Linked DNA regions of Mus musculus: region 2 is linked to region 1. Evidence: chromatin contacts called from public HiChIP or PLAC-seq data. All regions are on one chromosome and are shown on one strand. Each heading gives the region's core, a stretch centred on a gene start, on an enhancer-like site or on the middle of the called end of the contact. The rest is flanking DNA. Distances are from core to core; before and after follow the strand shown.

Region 1 (5,132 bases), core at 2,289-4,788:
GCTAGGTGTGGCACTTTACAACTCAAGTCCCAGGGTTTGGGAGGCGGAGGCATTCTTGAGCCGTGGAGTTACAGATGAGCAAAGGCTATGAAGTGTGACAGCTCAGTGAAGTGCAAAAAGGCAGGGACATCTCACCTTGCTCAAAGCCCTGGGTTTGCTCCCAGACAAAACAAGGTAGGCAGAGAACAGAATATCTGATAGTGTGCTATGATAGTTGTACATTCAGGTCCTGGCTACTGAGGTGGGGACATAGGACCGCTTGGGCCCAGCATAACATAGCCAGATTCCTCAAAACCAAAAGGGTCTCTGGTGAAAGCCTGACTGGCAAAGTGCTTGCTTTAGGAAGCATGAGGACCAGAGTTCAGTCCCAGAGTAGAGTTACGTATAATCAGGAAGGGCTCGAGGCTTGGTATCGGGTAGGACCAGGTTCAGTTCCTATCACCCACTTGCCAGCTATCAGCTGTTATGTAACTGGCTTCAGAACACATATACAAGAAACCTGTCTCAAAAATAAGAATGAATTGATGCTTGGCATGGTTGCACACTTGTAATCCTTGTGCAAATGAGGTAGAGACATGTAGACTCCTGAAGCTCACTACCTGATTTCAGTAAGAGATCTTGTTCAACCTGCCCTTTGGCCTCCCTCAAGTGTATATACACACTGTCTCAAAAATCTTGGGGCTAGTAGAGGTTTAGCTCCAAGTTAAACAAGGTGCTGGCTGCTCTCCTAGAGGACTTGGGTTCAGCATCTAAATGGTGACTCCTACCAGTCTGTAAATCCAATTCCAAGCGCGCACCACCCTCTTCTGGCCTCTGCAGGAATTGGGTGTGTGGTGTACATACATACACACCTACCTAGCAAAACTCATACACATAAGTAACAAAGAATCTTTCAACAAAATTTAAGGTGGGCAGCATTTGAACATCCAAGATGGCCCTCTGATGTCTACATGCACTTACATACACCCATAAACATAAAAACCCAGGCTCTGCCCACCATGCATTCCACCCAAGGGAAACAAACTAAGCCTTCTACCTGCCATCTCTACAAACCATAAAGGCCAGAGAGGATTAAATGTGGTGGTCCACGCCTTTATTCCCAGCACTCGTGAATCAGAAGGAGGCACAGCTCTGGAGTCGATATAGTTGAGTTCTAGGATAGCCAGGGGCCAAGAAAAACCAGGTCTTTAAAAAAAAAAATAGGGGCCAGGCATGGTGGCGTACACCTTTTATCCCAGCACTCCGGAGGCAGAGGCAGATGGATTTCTGAGTTCAAGGCCAGCCTGGTCTACAAAGTGAGTTCCAGGACAGTCAGGGCTACACAGAGAAACCCTGTCTCGAAAAACAAAAAAAAAAACAAACAAAAAAGTAAAAATAAATAAATAAATAAGCAAGCAAGCGTATACACACAAAAACAGAGCTCAAATGCTCTGGAAGGCAGCCATTACTCCTTAGTGCCACTTACTAAGGGAGTTTCTTGCACTGTCCAACCACACTAATACTACAAAAAGAGACCAACACAAAAACAGGAACGTTAAAATCCTAGGATGTTTATTACAAAGGTAAACCCCGATCCTTGAGATGGGCTTATCGGTAGGATTTCTGGTATCGGGCACGGGCACCAGGACCTCCAAACTTTTTGGATTCGCAGCGACGGGGGTCAGCTACAAGCAGGGTCCGATCGTATTGGATGAGGATATCTTTGATCTCCTTCTTGGAGGCTTCATCCACATCTGGAGATTAATAGACAAGACCTTTAGTTTGGTCCTACCACATAGCCCACCCGCCATGAAATGAAAGACCAGCTCTCACTCACATTTTTGGTAATAAGCTACCAGGGCCTTTGAGATGGACTGTCGGATGGCTGCAAGACACAATGACCAAAAAGCTTAGTGAAGACCCAGTCCTTCCAGGAGCTGCCTCACACCCATAGGCTTAGATCCTGAGACTTACCATAAATTTGGGCCACATGTCCACCACCCTTCACACGGACCCGAATATCCACACCAGCAAATCGCTCCTTGCCCAGAAGCAAAACAGGCTCCAGTAACTAGAGAAATGGGAAAATATGGGGTTAGGGAGTTAAGTCATACCCTGACTTAACCACTCTCCATGGACATTCATCATCTCCCTTTGTGTGGTTCCCACCATCACCAGAATCAAGGAGGCAGCCTATCCTAGGATCCCTGTGCCCCTCAGAGTCCCATGTATATGTGCCCATAGAGACCAGAAGAGGGCCTGAGACACCGAGGAGCTGGAATCATGGAGTGACAGGCAACTATGAACTTCCCCAAACAGGAAGCAAGGTCAGACAGGTCCACTGTTCTCACAGTGGTCATTCCATCTTCTCTTTGGATCAAATTTGTCCAATACCTAGGACCAGTCTATCCAGAAGCTCCCCGAGTGGCAGGCCTAGAGCCACCTCCATCACTGGTGTTGGCCCAATTCACAACACAGGGTACACACACCAATCGTTCAAATAAACTGACAGACTGTCCTTTTTAGTCACCTGACAGACTTGGATTAGACTAAGCACGGGGGTCTAGTGGCATTAACATCAACACTACCATTAGAATGCATTGTCTGCAAGGTATGATATTCCTTCTTACATGTACCAAAACTCATACAACAATGAGTTCTGGGTTGCAAAAGAGGATTTGTTCTTGCACTTGTTTTCCAGTTTTTGCCCACTAGTTCAACAAAAACCCATACAAGTGCTACCAATGTTAGACTTCAGAGGACTCCTATTGTATTTTTCAAGGTTCCACGTTGTAGCCCCATGCTGACCTAAACGGCGGCGCTTTGGATTCGTAACTCGTAGTATGCTATCCTCCAAGGAGCTAGGAGTATACACATGAGCTGTAAACTCATACTTCTAGACCAGAAATCGTCAATTAGGTCGGATACACTGTGCTATTCTCCTGGCCACGGGCCCCTCGCATCTGGAGAGCTTCGAGGTTATAGAATAGGCCACGTTTTCATGTATTTTACCAGCTCCGACTTCATCTTTCCCGAGCCCAGGTTAAGGTCTACCGCGAGGTAAGCCATCCTCCTTCCCCCACCTCAACTCCCTATCATCCCGGGGCCTTCCCTTCCGTCTCGCCACCCGGACGCCCATGCCCGACCCCAACACCTTGTACTGCAGCGTGCGCGGCTCGATCATCTCCAGGGGACGTCCGTTCACCTTGATGAGCCCATTTCCCCGTTTGCAGTGGGCCACAGCCGTGGCTGTTTTCTGTGAAGGGCGAGGGAGACGGCGGGGCCGTGTGAGCGCGGGACCCTGGCTCAGCGGGCCCCAGCTCATCATGTCACCCAGCCAGGGCCTTCTCACCCCCCTCCCCACCCCCACCTCTTTCTATGCCGCCCCTGGCACACCTTGCGTCCGAAGACCTGCACGGACTGCAGCGGACCCTTGGACGGCATAGCTCCGAGCACAAGCACGAGCTCCACACCGCGCAGCGCCGCGACCGGAAAAGGGAAGCGCGGGGCCAACCCAGCCGATTTTTCAGGGTCTGCGCAGGCGCATTGAGTGCTACGTCACGACAGAAGCGGGCTTTACGGCTGACGTCGAAGCCTGAGAGGGGACGTGTGAATTGCGGCGGGAACGCCTTCAGGCAAGGGAGGGGGCGGTGTCGGAGGGGAAGGGGCGGAGCTGTGCGGGACCCGGAGGGTGGGGACTCCGTCCAGAACTCGGAAGATGGGGCTGGCCTCCTTTTTCCATTGCTTTTCCGCAGCCTTGGTCTTGACTTTCGGCCAGTTCTTATAGACATTCCTGCTCTTCGATGCTCTCCTTCGGCGCTTCTCCAGGCCGATTCTCACCCTCTTCCTCCCACCCTTTCCCAGGATCCCCATCCCATCGGAGTCTTCCCGCATCCACTATGCTAAGTCAAGCTGGCTTTTCAGAATCTTGCCTCCAGAACCCTCTTTCCTAGCCCTTACGATCCCCCGTCGCGAATCAGCCTTTCACCAGAATTGCCTTCCTCTTCTTCCCAGGAAACCTGACCCCTTAAAAGCCCTTTCCAGCGCTCTCCTAAATAAACTTCTCTTGCCTTCTGGTTGTGCCTTATATACGTTTTTTTTCCTCACAGACTCGGGCCTTCGCCTGCTTTCGCTGCCAAAATTAACTACCTCTTTGGTGGCTCCTCTCCCCAGCAACTGCTCCAGGGACATTGTTCTCCCAGCTTGACCCTCCCCTAGAGAACTACCCTCAGGACCTGTCTTCAGGGCAGTTATCTTAGATCATTATCCAGAATCCTCCAAGTAGCCTTGTTTTAAGATTTAATACTTTTTTCGAGGGCAGGTTCCCGAGGGAGGCCTCCAATCTCCTTGGAAATGTAGTTACAGGGTGTCTGAGCCACACCCAACTTGTGTACCTGTAACCAAACTCAGGTCCTCTCTAGGAAAAGCAGTTAGTGCTTTTAACCACCATCTTTCCAACTTCCAAGTGACCGTAATGCTCCTCTAAACCCTCCGCTCTATGTGTTTACTCCACAGAATTCTCCAGCCTACCAACCTGAGGAAAACCAGCTTTTAACTTTTCCATAGTACCCACCCCAGAATTGTTCTAAGTCACTGGGCAACAGCTTCTCAGGATTGCCTCAGTTTCTCTTGCAGCACAGGGTGTGGAGGACATTAAGGGATGTGGAGACATTTGGAAGGCAGAGTTGTCAACAAAAAGACTAGGTATGGTCATGTGCACCTGTAACACTAACACTTGGAAGGAGGAGGAAGGGTCAGGAGGAATCCCGACGCCATCCTCTCCTCATTATGAATATCTGGCCAGCCTGGGCTACATGTGACCCTGCTTCAGAAAGAAAAGAAACTAGCTAGCGAAATGCCCAAGCCTGAGGGCCCGAGTTTGGTTCCTGGGACTCACAGAGTAGAAGGAGAGAACAAACTCCTGCAGGCTGTCTTCCAAGCTCCACATGTGCACGCGCATACACAGACACACACTTGAATGTAATAAGATGGAAGACACACAGTGGATCTCTGGATTAAAGGTCAGTGCTCCAGGCCAGCCCAAACCAAAGCATAGCACTGTCCACACTGGCGTGACCATGCCTTGGCAGTGGTAACTCCTTCTTGGAGCTGGGAAGTTAGGGGAAAACCACTGGGCTCTGTGTGCAAGCAGT
Region 2 (4,982 bases), core at 1,755-4,254, 100 kb before region 1:
TAACACCACGGGTCAGACCCCATCCCTCTGCCAGAGGCCACACTGGAAGGCCCAGGTGTGCATGGCTTTGGGTGAAGCAGCATCCCCCTCTGTATCTCCCATGACAATGATGGCCCCTGGTAACCTCACCGCACTTTGAAGAGGGCTTACTGAGAATATTTTGTAATGTGCTTAGGTTAGCTTTAGACTACATAAATGCTACATCAATGTTAGATGATGCTAACATATTGTGTGTGTGTGTGTGTGTGTGTGTTTGTGATGCTGGGGGTGGAACACAGAGCCTTGTGCATTCTAAGCAAATACTTTATGGCTAAGCCACACCCCAAGTCCCTCACTGATGGATTCTAGGCAAGTGCTCTACAAATGAGCTATATTCCCCCATTCATTGGGGTTATTTCACGCCGAGAAAAGTTCATGGAGCCTTGCTGATATAAAGGGACTCCACTTTCCTGATCATTTTACCTATCTTGAGAGATGTCACATCCTGACATATGGGTCCCTCTGAGCCCCCTGACCACCATGAAATGAACGCTTACCCAACTCCAATTCTCATAGGCTCATTTCCACTTTTCACTGGGAGTGGCCACCTGCCTCCCCAGACACTGTGGTATCCTGCACTTGGGTCCACTTAGGTAGAGCTCTGGGCCTGGGCTGGCTCACAACCAGTGCTCTTACCCCATATCTCTTCCCCAACCCAAGGTAGTATACTCACCTCTCTTCAAGGAGTCAGGGCCTGGGCCGGTACCTGCAAAAGAACAAAACCAGTTAGCATCTTCGAGCTCTTTTCTAGTCACCAAAAGCTACCTTGGAGATCATCTAAGCCAAGGGAATCCTTACAGCGATTACTTTCTCAGGCCTCCTGCTGTAGGATCATCATACTCTCAGAGGGATCTAAAAGTCATGTCTAGACCTTAAGTGACTGCGTCTCAGGGTCCTGCATGTGAGCTTTGCCCTCTGAGGTCTCAGGATCTCTGAAACCTTATCCCTCCTGCACTGGCTCCTGACTATGGAATTTACCCACTCTTCTTAGCAGCTCTAGAATTCAAATTCCCAGCCTTCTCTTTTTGAGACTCAGAAATATGGGCCAGACATCTTTTCTTTTAGAACTTAAGAGTTTTCATCTGGGCTCCCAAACTTCAAAGACATGAGTGGTATCCAGAGTCCAGAAGCACTAGGGTTCCTACCATCTCCTTTCTGTCCACATTTACACTGGGGGATCCATCCCGATCTATGTGAGTCCGAACCCGAGCTCGCCCAGGGAACACCAGCCCAGTCTGGGTGCTCCATACCCTTCAGGACACTGAGCCCAGGAGACAGTCACATTTGTGTTCCAGGACCACACACTACGCCTTGGTGTGCTACAGATCACACTCACTAGACCCAGAATTAGGGTCAATCTTGTGCCCAAGGCACAGGTACACATGTATCTTGCAGAGATACAGGCCTAAACATACAGAACCTGGTCCCCAGAGACTAAAGTAGGAAAGGACTCCCAAGATAGACACACACCCTCAAGGCTGGCATATCTGCATACAACACTCATATACACATACACACAGGCTATCCGTTGCACACTCACAGATGTACAGCTACAGAAAAGCCCACATGCCCCTTAATAGACAACCAGACAGCTACGTCTATATAGCCTTTGCACACTTGTCAACACACAGTGGCTCACACATATAAGACTCACCTGCACAATGAAAGATACATAGGTGCACACTCTTACACACCTAAACACATTCGTGCAACTTCACATATTCCCACTGGGTAGTCATAGAGCAGATAAAGCACCAACAGACACACGCGTGCACAGTCAGTGCACGCCTCACACATGTACACAGAACCCCTGGCACGAACACACACTGACAAAGCAGGAAGCCATGAACAAGCACACTGGCACTTTGTAAGCACTCTAAGAGGCTCACCCATGGCAGATACACTCAGGCCACAGTCCCATGAGGAACCAACACACTTGTAAATGCACACAAAATACCAAAGCCCAGAGCAGTCAACAGAACAGCTAGCTTCACACTCAGTCACTGCTACCCATCCCTCATGGCCCTGGCTCTCCTGCCCCACCTACTTCCCAGGCCAAATACATTCTAACACCCCTTCCAGTCCCTGTTACACCCTTCTCCAAAAAGAATCGGGCACAAGCCAGGGCCAAAGGTCATATAGTTCAGCAGGTGGGATTCCATCAGGAAGGGGTTGAGTCCCAAAGCCGGGTTCCAACAAGATTCTGCCACCAGGAACCCCCAGAGTTTCCCCAGCCTTACCATCAAGATATAGGCAACTGGGGCGCTATCTGCAGATGCCCGGCAGGTGGGGGAGTTAGGGTGGGGTGGGGTGGGAAGGGCCAGGTCTTCAACCCCACCCTCCACTCTCCAACCCTCAGCCCCCACCCCAGGGCCCATCTGTCCATCCCTCGGCCTCTCATTCCTCCATCTGTCCACCTCCCGGCCTCCCATCCCCCCTCCCCAACCAACCACGGAGAAGAGGAGAAAGACATGGCCGTCTCCCCCAAGGATCACTGAGGACCCCCCCCCTCCAGTTGACATGTACCGAGGGATCAGCCAAGTCCCCCCCCCCCCATCTATTCGGAGACCTGGCCCCACTATGCGCTGAGCCTCAGCCCCCACCCCAGCAGGATACCTGACACAGACACACACACACACACACACACCCTTGGAGACATCCAAACCGCACACAACACACACACGGACACACACAGAGACATACACATACACACACACCCGAGCGAACACACCCGGCACCGCAGCCCCTCGCATGGACATCCAACCCAGCCGGACACAGACCCCCAACGCTGCCAGCCGCACGCGCGCAAAGGCCCGCTGGGCCCCCCCACCCCCCGCACACCTGGGCGCGCAGCCCCCGCACACACCTGCACACAGCCCCTCGGACGGGCGCGCCACAGCCCCCCAGATCCGGCGCCCCGGAGTGTGTGGGACACACGCGCGCACACACGCACACATGCACACATGCACACGCACGGCCGACCGCGGCCCCGCACACGCCCGGATGGCCACACCGGCGGGGCGCCCGGCACACACAGGGCCGCGGGCCGGCGCACGCCGGGCCCCGCCGCAGCGCCGCGGACACACGGGCACGCTCGTCCCCGCGCCCCCGCCCGCCGCCTCCAAAGAGCCCCCGGGGCCGCCGTGGGCCACGCTCACCCAGCCCGGGGGAGGGGGCCCGGGGCCCGGCCCCACCGCCGCCGCCGCCTCGCGCCGCGCCATGGTGGGGGGAGGGTCGGGGGAGGGGGCGCGGTGCCGCGGGGCCGCCTCCCGCCCGCCTCCCGCCTCCCGCCCGCCCTCCCGCGCGCCGCCGCGCTCCGCCCTCCGCGTCGCCGCCGCAAGGGGGGGAGGGGGCGCGGACCGGAGGTGGGGCGGCCACACGCACTCCCAGGTCGCCGCAGACCCCCTCTCCACTGCAGAGCGCCCTGGTCCAGCCCCCGCCCCGGCCCCACCCCTGTCCCCTAGACCACGCCCCAGCGGCTACTTGGACCCCCTACACACACCCCTGCTCTCTCCATCACATCCTTAGAGTGCGGGTCTTTGAAGCCCCAGACCATGTTGGAGAGCCACCTGGAACCAGGAACTGTTCTACTCTTTTTCGTGACTTCAGACAGGGGTGGAGGCACACCCTGTCAGGAACCCTAAACCATATACCTCTAATTCCAGAAGCACCCCCCAGGTCATATCACAACATCCCAGGGGATCCAGATACCAACCTACCTCCCAGTCATCCTAAATCATACCCAAGGCTCAGATAGATGGTCCACAGACCACACCCCGAAATCCAGGGAGGACTCAGACTATATGTCAGTGTCCATAAAGAGCCTACCATAGCTTGATTCACTGGTGAACCCTGAGGAGCCACGCCATGTTTCATAGCCATCCAGAGTAAAAACTGATCCAACCCCAGCAATGTCTTCCCTCCATCAAGGACTTTAAACTGTTCCCTGTCCACCAGTAGCAATTGTATGCCATGGCTAATGTCTGAGGAACGCCAACCATCTCTTCTCCCTATGGGAAACCCTTAAACTTTCCTCATTTCTCCAATGATACCTCAGGTCTTCCTTTAACACTCTTGGGAACCTTGGAACTTTCCCTCTGTCCCTTTCAGAGCACCCCTTCCTTGGTTTACCTCTGCCACCATTTGCTGTAGGTTTCTTCCCACCCCCACCTCACCCACCCCCACTCCACCCCTCACTCCCAGCAACCAGTCCTGCTGCCTTCAGCCCCCTGCAACCCCTTCCTCACTCTCACTCCTGTAGATCCCTGAATACCTTACTTATTCCTTGTTTGGACCTTCAGTGTTTAACTCCTACCCCAGAGCCTACCTCCTGCCCTTTTCTCAGAGTCCACTGGGTGTCTCAGGCCATGTTCCTTCACTTTCTGACATACACATGAACTCCCAAACTCAGCAAGGCCTCCCCTCAAAATATATAGAGTTTTTCAGAGTTTTTAATAGTCAAATGCAAAGATCTGGTTCAGTTCAGCTCCTTCACTGCCAAACCTGGGGACAGGGACTGTTTCAGCTTCTCTGCCTTCTCCTTGTCTGTGGCCACCAGGGTGTAAAGGCTACAGTGAACCTTGAACTTCACATTATCCTTGTTCTTCTTGATCTTGACAGATCTGGCATCCTTCTGCAGGGCTGTGAGCGGGAATCAAGTCCTTGATTCCCTCAATTTTCCAAGGCGTGGCGCTGGGTGCCTCTGCTCCCGTGTCCACCCTTACTCCCCCCCCCCAAAAAAAAATAAAACTCACAGTGGCAAGAACCGGAAAAAAAAAAAAGGAAAAATTCTCAGTATCTACCTTACTGTAGTCCCCAGATCTGTAGTGTCTCAAACACTTTCCACTTAGGGACCCCCCCCCCATAGGGAGACCCTCACCCCAACCCCAGGACAGCTCACCAATGCAGATGACAATCGTCCAATTCAAACCCAGATGAGCAGC

Evidence for each region. HiChIP or PLAC-seq counts read pairs in DNA pulled down with a chosen protein or histone mark.
Region 2: an H3K27ac HiChIP or PLAC-seq map of microglia shows a contact between it and region 1, with 7 times the contacts expected there. The contact joins the promoter of Lrfn1 here to the promoter of Rps16 in region 1. A contact is called at or near these places in 2 of 39 promoter capture datasets (liver and pre-B cells), 2 of 484 Hi-C or Micro-C datasets (CD4 T cells and Th17 cells), 4 of 115 datasets of contacts at active chromatin or transcription factors (the HPC-7 cell line, embryonic stem cells and microglia) and 3 of 9 other capture datasets (adipose tissue, liver and pancreatic islet).

Annotation. Positions count from the first base shown.
Region 1 is chr7:28,349,095-28,354,226 of GRCm38.p6, reverse strand. It overlaps Rps16 (ribosomal protein S16), which reads right to left and starts at 3,538. Exons shown (of 5, transcript NM_013647.2): 1 at 3,376-3,538; 2 at 3,134-3,235; 3 at 1,954-2,050; 4 at 1,817-1,864; 5 at 1,529-1,733. The coding sequence starts at 3,423. The coding sequence ends at 1,588. It overlaps AF357399 (snoRNA AF357399), which reads right to left and starts at 2,687; the gene lies at 2,594-2,687.
Region 2 is chr7:28,450,260-28,455,241 of GRCm38.p6, reverse strand. It overlaps Lrfn1 (leucine rich repeat and fibronectin type III domain containing 1), which reads right to left and starts at 3,004. Exons shown (of 5, transcript NM_001141921.1): 1 at 2,906-3,004; 2 at 713-745.